3 separate regions of the Mus musculus genome follow, and all the other regions are linked to region 2. A link is a contact called in public promoter capture Hi-C data. All regions are on one chromosome and are shown on one strand. Each heading gives the region's core, a stretch centred on a gene start, on an enhancer-like site or on the middle of the called end of the contact. The rest is flanking DNA. Distances are from core to core; before and after follow the strand shown.

Evidence for each region. Promoter capture Hi-C pulls out the DNA fragments that hold promoters and counts their contacts.
Region 1: a promoter capture Hi-C map of stem cell-derived epiblast-like cells shows a contact between it and region 2, with 2.2 times the contacts expected there. The contact joins the promoter of Olfr167 here to the promoter of A930003A15Rik in region 2.
Region 3: a contact with region 2 is called in a promoter capture Hi-C map of the HPC-7 cell line. The contact joins the enhancer-like site here to the promoter of A930003A15Rik in region 2. A contact is called at or near these places in 8 of 39 promoter capture datasets (the C10 cell line, the HPC-7 cell line, liver and 3 more), 1 of 15 datasets of contacts at CTCF or cohesin (large pre-B cells), 1 of 484 Hi-C or Micro-C datasets (cardiomyocytes) and 2 of 9 other capture datasets (adipose tissue and liver).

Annotation. Positions count from the first base shown.
Region 1 is chr16:19,514,357-19,517,056 of GRCm38.p6, reverse strand. It overlaps Olfr167 (olfactory receptor 167), which reads left to right and starts at 1,423. Exons shown (of 1, transcript NM_146935.1): 1 at 1,423-2,361. The coding sequence starts at 1,423. The coding sequence ends at 2,361.
Region 2 is chr16:19,882,931-19,885,630 of GRCm38.p6, reverse strand. A930003A15Rik (RIKEN cDNA A930003A15 gene) reads left to right here and starts at 1,357. Exons shown (of 3, transcript NR_027896.1): 1 at 1,357-1,707; 2 at 1,814-1,938.
Region 3 is chr16:20,190,847-20,193,546 of GRCm38.p6, reverse strand. It overlaps Yeats2 (YEATS domain containing 2), which reads right to left. Exons shown (of 31, transcript NM_001145930.1): 14 at 281-388. Among named protein-coding and RNA genes, the nearest start is that of Gm41431, 44 kb to the left of the region's middle. Within about 2 kb of position 1,251, at least 52 of the 459 cell types and tissues checked have an H3K27ac peak or open chromatin away from gene starts, as enhancers often do. A contact at or near this core is called in the HPC-7 cell line, where this site is marked.

The DNA of each region.
Region 1 (2,700 bases), core at 174-2,673, 370 kb after region 2:
AATTATTTTTTCCTTTTATAAACTTCAGCCTTTTATGTTTTAGCTATATTTTTCTTTCAAATGTTTTCCAGCTTACATTAGAAATTTTCTTAATTATATTTGATCAGACCTGATCATTTTAGTTTCAGAAATTCATTACCAGAATCTCTAATTCCCTTCTTAAAAGAATTGATATCTGTGTTATAGACTTAATAGCTCTCCTAAAGATGCCAATTTTTCTGATAATACCTACATTTTCCCAGTCATTTCTTACTTATTTTATGGATAGGTTTGTGTGTTTATATGTATATGTGTTTGTATATTCCTAAGTGCTATATCTTCCTCTTCAGTCTGCAGATTCCCAGGCTGATATTCTTTGGCTCTAGCACAGAGAAGCATATCACACACTCTCTGGGCCCAGTATGCTAAGCCTTCTGCTGGCAGCAACCTCTCTTGGAGGGGAGGGAACCACGCTCATGCTCATTCTGAAGACTCAGGATTTCTTTTCCCTCCCAGAATTTAGCACCTGAATGGAGTACATTAACAAGCCTGAAACAAACTCTGAAAGGTCCCGAGTCCTCTTTTATAGTAATTTCTCTGCTTTATATTATGTAATTTTAAATCTACAGCAGTCATTTCCTTATTATTTCAGTTAATTCTAAGATGAAAAAGTAATAAACGAATCTGCTTAGATTTCTACCTTATGTTCTAGATAAAAGAAAAAACATTAAGGAGTGAAGAAAAAAAGGGAAGTGCTCTGTGAGGTTCCAAGAAGGAGTTGACACACACTTGTTCCATTTGTGGGGTGGATATGTTGGGCGGATGTACACAAACAGGATCTAGTTAGATGTTCCAAATGTGCATGAAGAAGGAAAAGAAAATGACCTTGTGTGGTTGAAAATTGTCCATAAGTATTATTTATAGACTTTTAAAGAAATAACACTTGTATTTTATAAGATCTTTTTCATTAATGTGGAGCGTATGTATCAGAAAGAAAAAGAAATTTGAATGATATTATTAACTGTTCCATTTTTGTGTGTATCTTAGGGCCAGAGTATGACAGAAAGAGTCATCATGATTGGAAAAAAATTATTAAATTATGGGTATGTGTTTTAGATATTTAAATTGGTTCCAAACATGCAGTATGAAGTCGCATGTTCATAATATCTCATATTGTTAGGAATAAAATATCAATTTTTAATAAGGCCATTATGGAAATATTTGCATAGGTACTCAAATTTCATTAAGATATTTTGTGCATATACATTGGTTTTTCTCCCAACTTATGTATGAGACAGAAGATGAGTCAAAGTACACTGTGTATTTTTTGTTTAGCAGTTATGATTATTCTCAGTCTGGTGAAAATCATGAATTGAATAATTTTATTGTGTTTAATGAATTTACTGTTGCACATGTTTCTAAGAAAATGTAAATGAACACCAAATGGATAGTTATAATCAAACATTTACAGGTTTCATTTTATTGGGATTGTTCCCACCATCAAAAATAGGTCTGTTCCTCTTCATTCTCATTGTTCTCATCTTTCTGACAGCTTGGATTGGTAACCTGTCCATGATCCTCCTCATCCTCCTGGATTCACATCTCCACACACCCATGTATTTTTTACTTAGTCAGCTTTCTCTTATTGACTTAAATTACATCTCTACCATTGTCCCTAAAATGGTATCTGACTTTATGTTAGGTAATAAATACATCTCCTTCATTGGGTGTGGATTTCAGATTTTCCTCTTCTTGACTTTTGGGGGTGCAGAAACCCTTTTGTTGGCATCTATGGCCTATGACCGTTATGTGGCTATTTGTTTTCCTCTCCACTATGCCACACATATGAATAAAAGAGTCTGTGTGATGATGATAACAGGAGCTTGGATTCTGGGCTCCATTAATTCCTGTGCTCATACTGGATATGCACTCCAAATTCCTTACTGCAGATCCAGAGCCATCAACCATTTCTTCTGTGATGTCCCTGCCATGTTGACTCTGGCTTGCACAGACACATGGGTCTATGAGTATACAGTGTTTGTGAGTACAATCCTCTTTCTTGTGTTTCCATTCATTGGAATAGTGTGTTCCTATGGTCGTGTTTTCCTTGCTATCTACCGTATGCATTCTAGGGCGGGGAAGAAGAAGGCCTATTCTACCTGTAGCACTCACCTCACTGTTGTAACTTTCTACTACGCACCATTTGCTTACACCTATCTACGCCCAAGATCCCTCCGATCCCCAGAAGAGGACAAGATTCTTGCAGTCTTCTACACAGTTCTCACCCCAATGCTAAATCCTATCATCTATAGCCTGAGAAACAAAGAAGTGATTGGGGCCCTGAGAAGGATGACTCACAGAATTTGCTTTGCAAAAATATAGACAAGTTGCTTCCGTGAATCCAGAATTTATGCACAAGTATATACAGCATTAGTTTTCTCCAGTTAATAACAACTCAAATATCCCAAAAGATATTAGGATAATAAAGGTTAAGTACTCGGATCGATCTCTTAAGTAAAAATTAGGGAGAAAAATGTCATTCTTTTTTCTTTGTCTCTCACTAATTTTATTCTTGAGATTATAATATAATTACATTTTTCCCTTACCTTTCTCCCTCCAACCACCCTGTATATCTCTTCCCACTTTCCTCGAAATTCATGGCCTATTTTCAGTAATTGTTTTTGCAGGCATATACATGTATGCCCATAACCTGTTTTGTCG
Region 2 (2,700 bases), core at 108-2,607:
AGAGACAGGTCAGAGAGCACACAGGCCAGAAGGGAGAGGCTGAGTAAGCCCCTACTACCTCATTTCCTAAAGACCAATCAGTTTAAAGGGTGTATTGTTCTGCCAATCATATTGTGCCTAGTTGCTGATGCTCTATTCCGCCCCTGGAAACTGTATAAAAAACTTTCTGAATGGGCTGCCGGGGGTCACCACCTCTCCTTTGGATCTGGGACAAGCCCAGTGTGCTGGAACAATAAATTCCTCTTGTTTTTTTCATTGATTCCTGGCTCTGAGTGGTTCACTCAGAGGGTCCCCTGTAAGCTAAGGCTCCCCAGAGTCTTACAATAACACTCAAAAAGAATAAGCAGAAGAAAATAATCAAACTCAGGGATGAAATCAATTAATTAGAAACAACAACTAAAAAAAAATTACAAAGACTCAATGAAGTGACAAGTTAGTTCTTTGAGAAAATTAACAAACTTTTAGGCAAATTAACCTAAACCTGAATAGCAGGCAATAGGGCGAGAAGAACTCAAATACCCATCTTTGAAAGAAACACATCTCTAAAATTGCACGTGTAGATAAACAGGCCTCGCACTCATGAAGGAAAGAAAAATGTATGTTCAACAGTATTTTTTATTTTCTTATTTTATAAACATTATTATTAAAAAGCTTGTAAATAAATAAAACCACCACAAAACATTAATTATTTTAATATGAACCCAATGCAGTCTAGCTGCTTCCTTGCACTGCTATGGCTTAACAGTGTCTGTGCGAGACGGAGACAGGATAGTTTAAAGTTTTCTGAGGTTTCCCCTGCCTGTCGGAGCTGAATACTCTTCGTCTTATCTTGAAAAGGCAAACATTTACAAAGCTATCCTAGGAAACGCTTGGCAAGCTGTCCAGTTAAATTATAAAACACCATTGTTTAGTGAAGAAAAATGACTAACGGCTACACATATCTGAGTCTATAAATGTGGTTAAGCTGCAATAGAAACAATTTTTTTCAGAGATCACAGAACCTAGAGACCACCCAGAGGTGTCACATAGGCAGAGCCTTTAGACATTTATGTATGTTTCACTTAACTATTTTGTTTTCTGTTTCATGCTGTAATCTTTACGTTCTAGAACACAACATTAATCACATTAAAAACAAAATAAAATGTATCAGGAAAAGGCAGCCTATTTCCTGTGTCTTTGCCCAGGGTAGCTCTGCAACATGAAGCCATTTTTCTTGTTCTAGTGCAGCTCTTGCGTACCACAGCAAGACAGAGCATTCTTCACTAGGAAACTGATGTCATACTTGCAGCTGTTTCTCTGGAGCAGCTGGGGCTTTTGAGCCGTTTACCGTTTGCTGTGTCAGCCTGGGGCCTCCTTAGATGGTAAATTCCCTTAGCAGCAGGCAGCAGTGCTAAGTTGGCTTCTGCTTTGGCAGCCTGGAGAGCTTGGAAGAAAAGCCGAGTTAAACTGACCTGACAGAATAGTCTTCCAAAGAATATCTTTTCATAATTTTATCCATGTTTTAAAATTGAATTTAATAATTTTAATCGTTTTAATAATTTAACCGATGGCTTATCTCATAATGCGATGCTGTCTTCACCCCTCAGCACCCCTTCTGTTTCAAAATGAGTTCTGGAAGTCTGTGGAAGCCTAATCTGTCAGCACTCACTAATCCCCAGGATCAGCTCTCACAAAGAAGAAACCTTGAGTGATCTTCAGGGAGATTAGGTAGGAGGAGGTTTAACTATACCAATGCAGCCAGTACCTAGAGCAGGATGGAGGCCAGAGAAGATGGTGACCTTGCGTCCTGGAACTCCATCTCTGTTCTGTGCAGGCAATGCGAGGACCCAGACCCCAGATACTCACCATACATGGTGGTGCGGATAGCAGAGGCAGAGATGAGGGCCTATCATCGTTTCTTGGGGAGCTGCACCAGCCTGGAATACAGAGCAAATAAAGGTAATGCTGTGTTTGCATTTTTCCCCATTTATCCTCATTGCTACTACAATCATGGCTTAACTAAGAAATTTCAGAATTAAATTTAAAGATTTTTTTTTTTACAACTATGTTTTCTTGTTAAAAAGAGTTTTAAAGAAGCACCAATTAGCTATTATAATCCTGGAAGTAGTCATTTATTGAGATAGATTCACAATAAAAATAGATGATCAGCTGAAAGAACCAGGTGATGAGATAGCATGTTGCAGCCGAGAAGGCTTATTTTCAAAGCACAGATGTGTGTGTAGATCTATATGCATATTGAATATCACCGACCAATGTGATAACTAGTTCATCATGGTAAAAGGATAGCATTTTTAATTTTTTTGTTCAGGTACACTTTCTATTTAAAAAGAAATGTATTGCTCTTATATAATGAAAGTAAGAATACACATGATTAAGTTGACGGGCTGAAGGAAAGTGTTGAGTCTGGAGGATTCTTGTTAGACATGTGATCTAGTAACACATTGATGCGGTGAGTGGGAAGGGTAGCACTTCTCCTGCGTGGGCTCTGAGGAGTCCTCTCTGTCTCTCTCAAGGACTTGGAAGCTAGCAAGGCAGATGCTGTTAACTGTAGTACTTGCTTGCTTTCAGGGGTTCTGCTCTGTGGAAGGCCTGCCTGCTGCTCCTGTGGACAGGAGAGCTTTCCTGTGAGCCCCTTGGAGGGCTTCCCTGCTAGGAGGCTTTTTTTTTTTCTCTGAAAATGTTTATGTTACATTTATTCTT
Region 3 (2,700 bases), core at 2-2,501, 310 kb before region 2:
GTTTGGATACACAGAACGGCTCCATGAAAAAGGTAAAATAATGCTTTAAGAGATACGAGTCCTTAGGCAAATTGTATCTCACTTGATCCCTGCTCTGTCACTTGTCATAGAGACGGGGTAGGAAGGCAGCAAAGAGAGACAAAATAGGCCGTGACCTCTGAACTCCCGTGTCCCTGGAGTCCTAGGACATGGACAGCATTAAATAAGTGGGAGCACATCTCAGAGCTAAGGCCTATTAAAGAGTGGGAAGGCCACAGGTAAGGCTATGACACACACTCACCTTTGTGAAAGCCCCAAGTCCTCCAGTCACAGCTTTGGGGCTCTGCACTTTAGGGTGACTACCAATTGGGCAAAGAGGTGGCATAGATGCGAATAAAGACTCCTCCTGCTGTATGTAAAAACATTACTATATATTATATAACAGGCCCAAACGGATGCTTTCAGATACTCTAGCCACTTAGTACACTTAATACAGTAATATTATCTACTTAATACAAACCTACCACAGCCAGCAACACACACACACACACGACAAAACAAAAACCCACAATGCTAGAGATCTTCTAAGCTTCTATACATTTACTGTAATTTCCTTTTTAAAAGCAAATAAAAAATGAGGTATGCAATTCCATCTGAGCACCAGTAGTAACTCACTGCACAGGAGGCTGACAAAGGAGGACTGTTAGTTCAAGTCTAGCCTGGACTAAACACTGAAACCCTGCCTGAAAAATCAGGAAATCAGCTCAGCAAAAGGCTACTCACCTGTGTCCTGATGGATGTTACAGTCCTATAAGACAGGGTGTCAGGTAGACCAGGTTGGTTTCACTATCTAGCTAAAGAAAACCTTGAACTTCTGATGCTCCTGCCTCTACTTCTCGAGTGCTGGGATTACATGCTTACAACCTCACACTTGTTTTTATGTGGCATTGGGGACGGAACCCAAAGCTCTGTGCATGTAGGAGAAGCACTCTACCAGTGTTGTGTAGCAGTTTCTTGGAGACTGACATGCTCTATCTCCCAGGGAAGTTCCTTAAGGCAAAGGTAAACGTCTCAAAATAGCTGAGCAGATTCACGAGGGCCCCCCTCTCAGAGTAAGCAAGAAAGACAAGGCAAGCTGCAGGAAAGGCCCTGAGATCAGACCAGCAAGGAGGAGAAAAACCAGCAAGGCTGCCTGACTAACATAGTCACTAGGAAAGGATACTCTAACCTACTCCAGGTTTCCTTGCTTCTGTGAGTCAGCACCCTTCCTGGGCTGGGCCTTGGTGAAGCAGCTGTTTTTGAGTCATTTCTGCCCCTGTAAGTAACCCCTCACCCATACTCATGTAAGTAACCTCAATAAAAAACTCATTGGTTTACCACAGTGGACTTTGATCTGTTGTTGGTTCCCTATCTGGAGTGAATAGATATGAGCACTGCATCTCCCTAGGAAGTCTTTTCACACAACACCAACTGATCTTTATGTCCATTCCTAATATTTGATTCTTTATGTATGTCTGATCTTTTGCCAGATGGTAGAGGACAGGGGTTGTATTTGGCTTTATATTCCTAAAGCACAGGCACTAAGTAAGTTATTCTAACAAATAATGGTGATGTTTTAGAGTGTGTGTTTTTTTTCTTTTATACTCTCAACTTGTCTTGAAAAATTCACTCAGTATCTGGAATACAGATAAATGTAAAATGAGTTTCACATTTGGAAAATAAATTTTCCAAAGGAATAAAAAGGATAAGAAAACAATGCTCTAGGCCAAGGTAACCCTGTATCTCAGGAGGGGGAGACAGGACGGTCCCAAGCTCCAGCCTAGACTACAGTGAAAGCTTACCACAAAACAAGCAAACCATCAAAGGAAGGAAGTGGGAATAGAAAATGGAAAGCAACAGCAGAGTGAGATAAAAACCACTGACCTTTGTCTCCACCTCAAAAGACAAAAGCAGATCTCAGAGATAATGTGCCAAAATTGAACTTTAAGGAAAATAATTAAAGTTAAGACTACTACTTGCCTACGAAATGAAATGTCATCAACAAATACTAAAAAATAAATGGTAGAGGTAAGACTTTCAAGGGAGTTACTCCAAGAAAACCTCATTCTGATCAGAAAACCATCTGTGATCCCTGTCAACTAAGTTAGAGGAATGTTAACTGCTGGGGTGGGTACTCACTAAAGCAGATTTGCATCTCAGGGCCACTCAGACAGCAGTCTGCATCTGAAAGGCTTTCAAGTAAGATAACCATCTTGAGAAAACAGGAGCCAAACAGGGAAGTGCTTTGGCCAAATACTGAGCAGACTGTCTTGAGTATGTGAAGAAGTCGGATGCTGTATGGATAGGTGATATTCTGAACTACTCTCTATTTGAAGAGGTTAAGAATTACTTTTTTTTTTTTTTTTTTTTTTAAAGATTTATTTATTTATTATATGTAAGTACATTGTAGCTGTCTTCAGACACTCCAGAAGAGGGAGTCAGATCTCCTTACGGATGGTTGTGAGCCACCATGTGGTTGCTGGGATTTGAACTCTGGACCTTCGAAAGAGCAGTCAGGTGCTCTTACCCACTGAGCCATCTCACCAGCCCAAGAATTACTTTTAAATTAATTAACTAAGGCTGATGTGTGCAAAGGGGACAAGGTTTGCTCCTTGTACCATCAGAAACCATGCTGCCAGGCAAACATTTTTATAGAGAATGTATATGTGTCTGTGTGAGTCT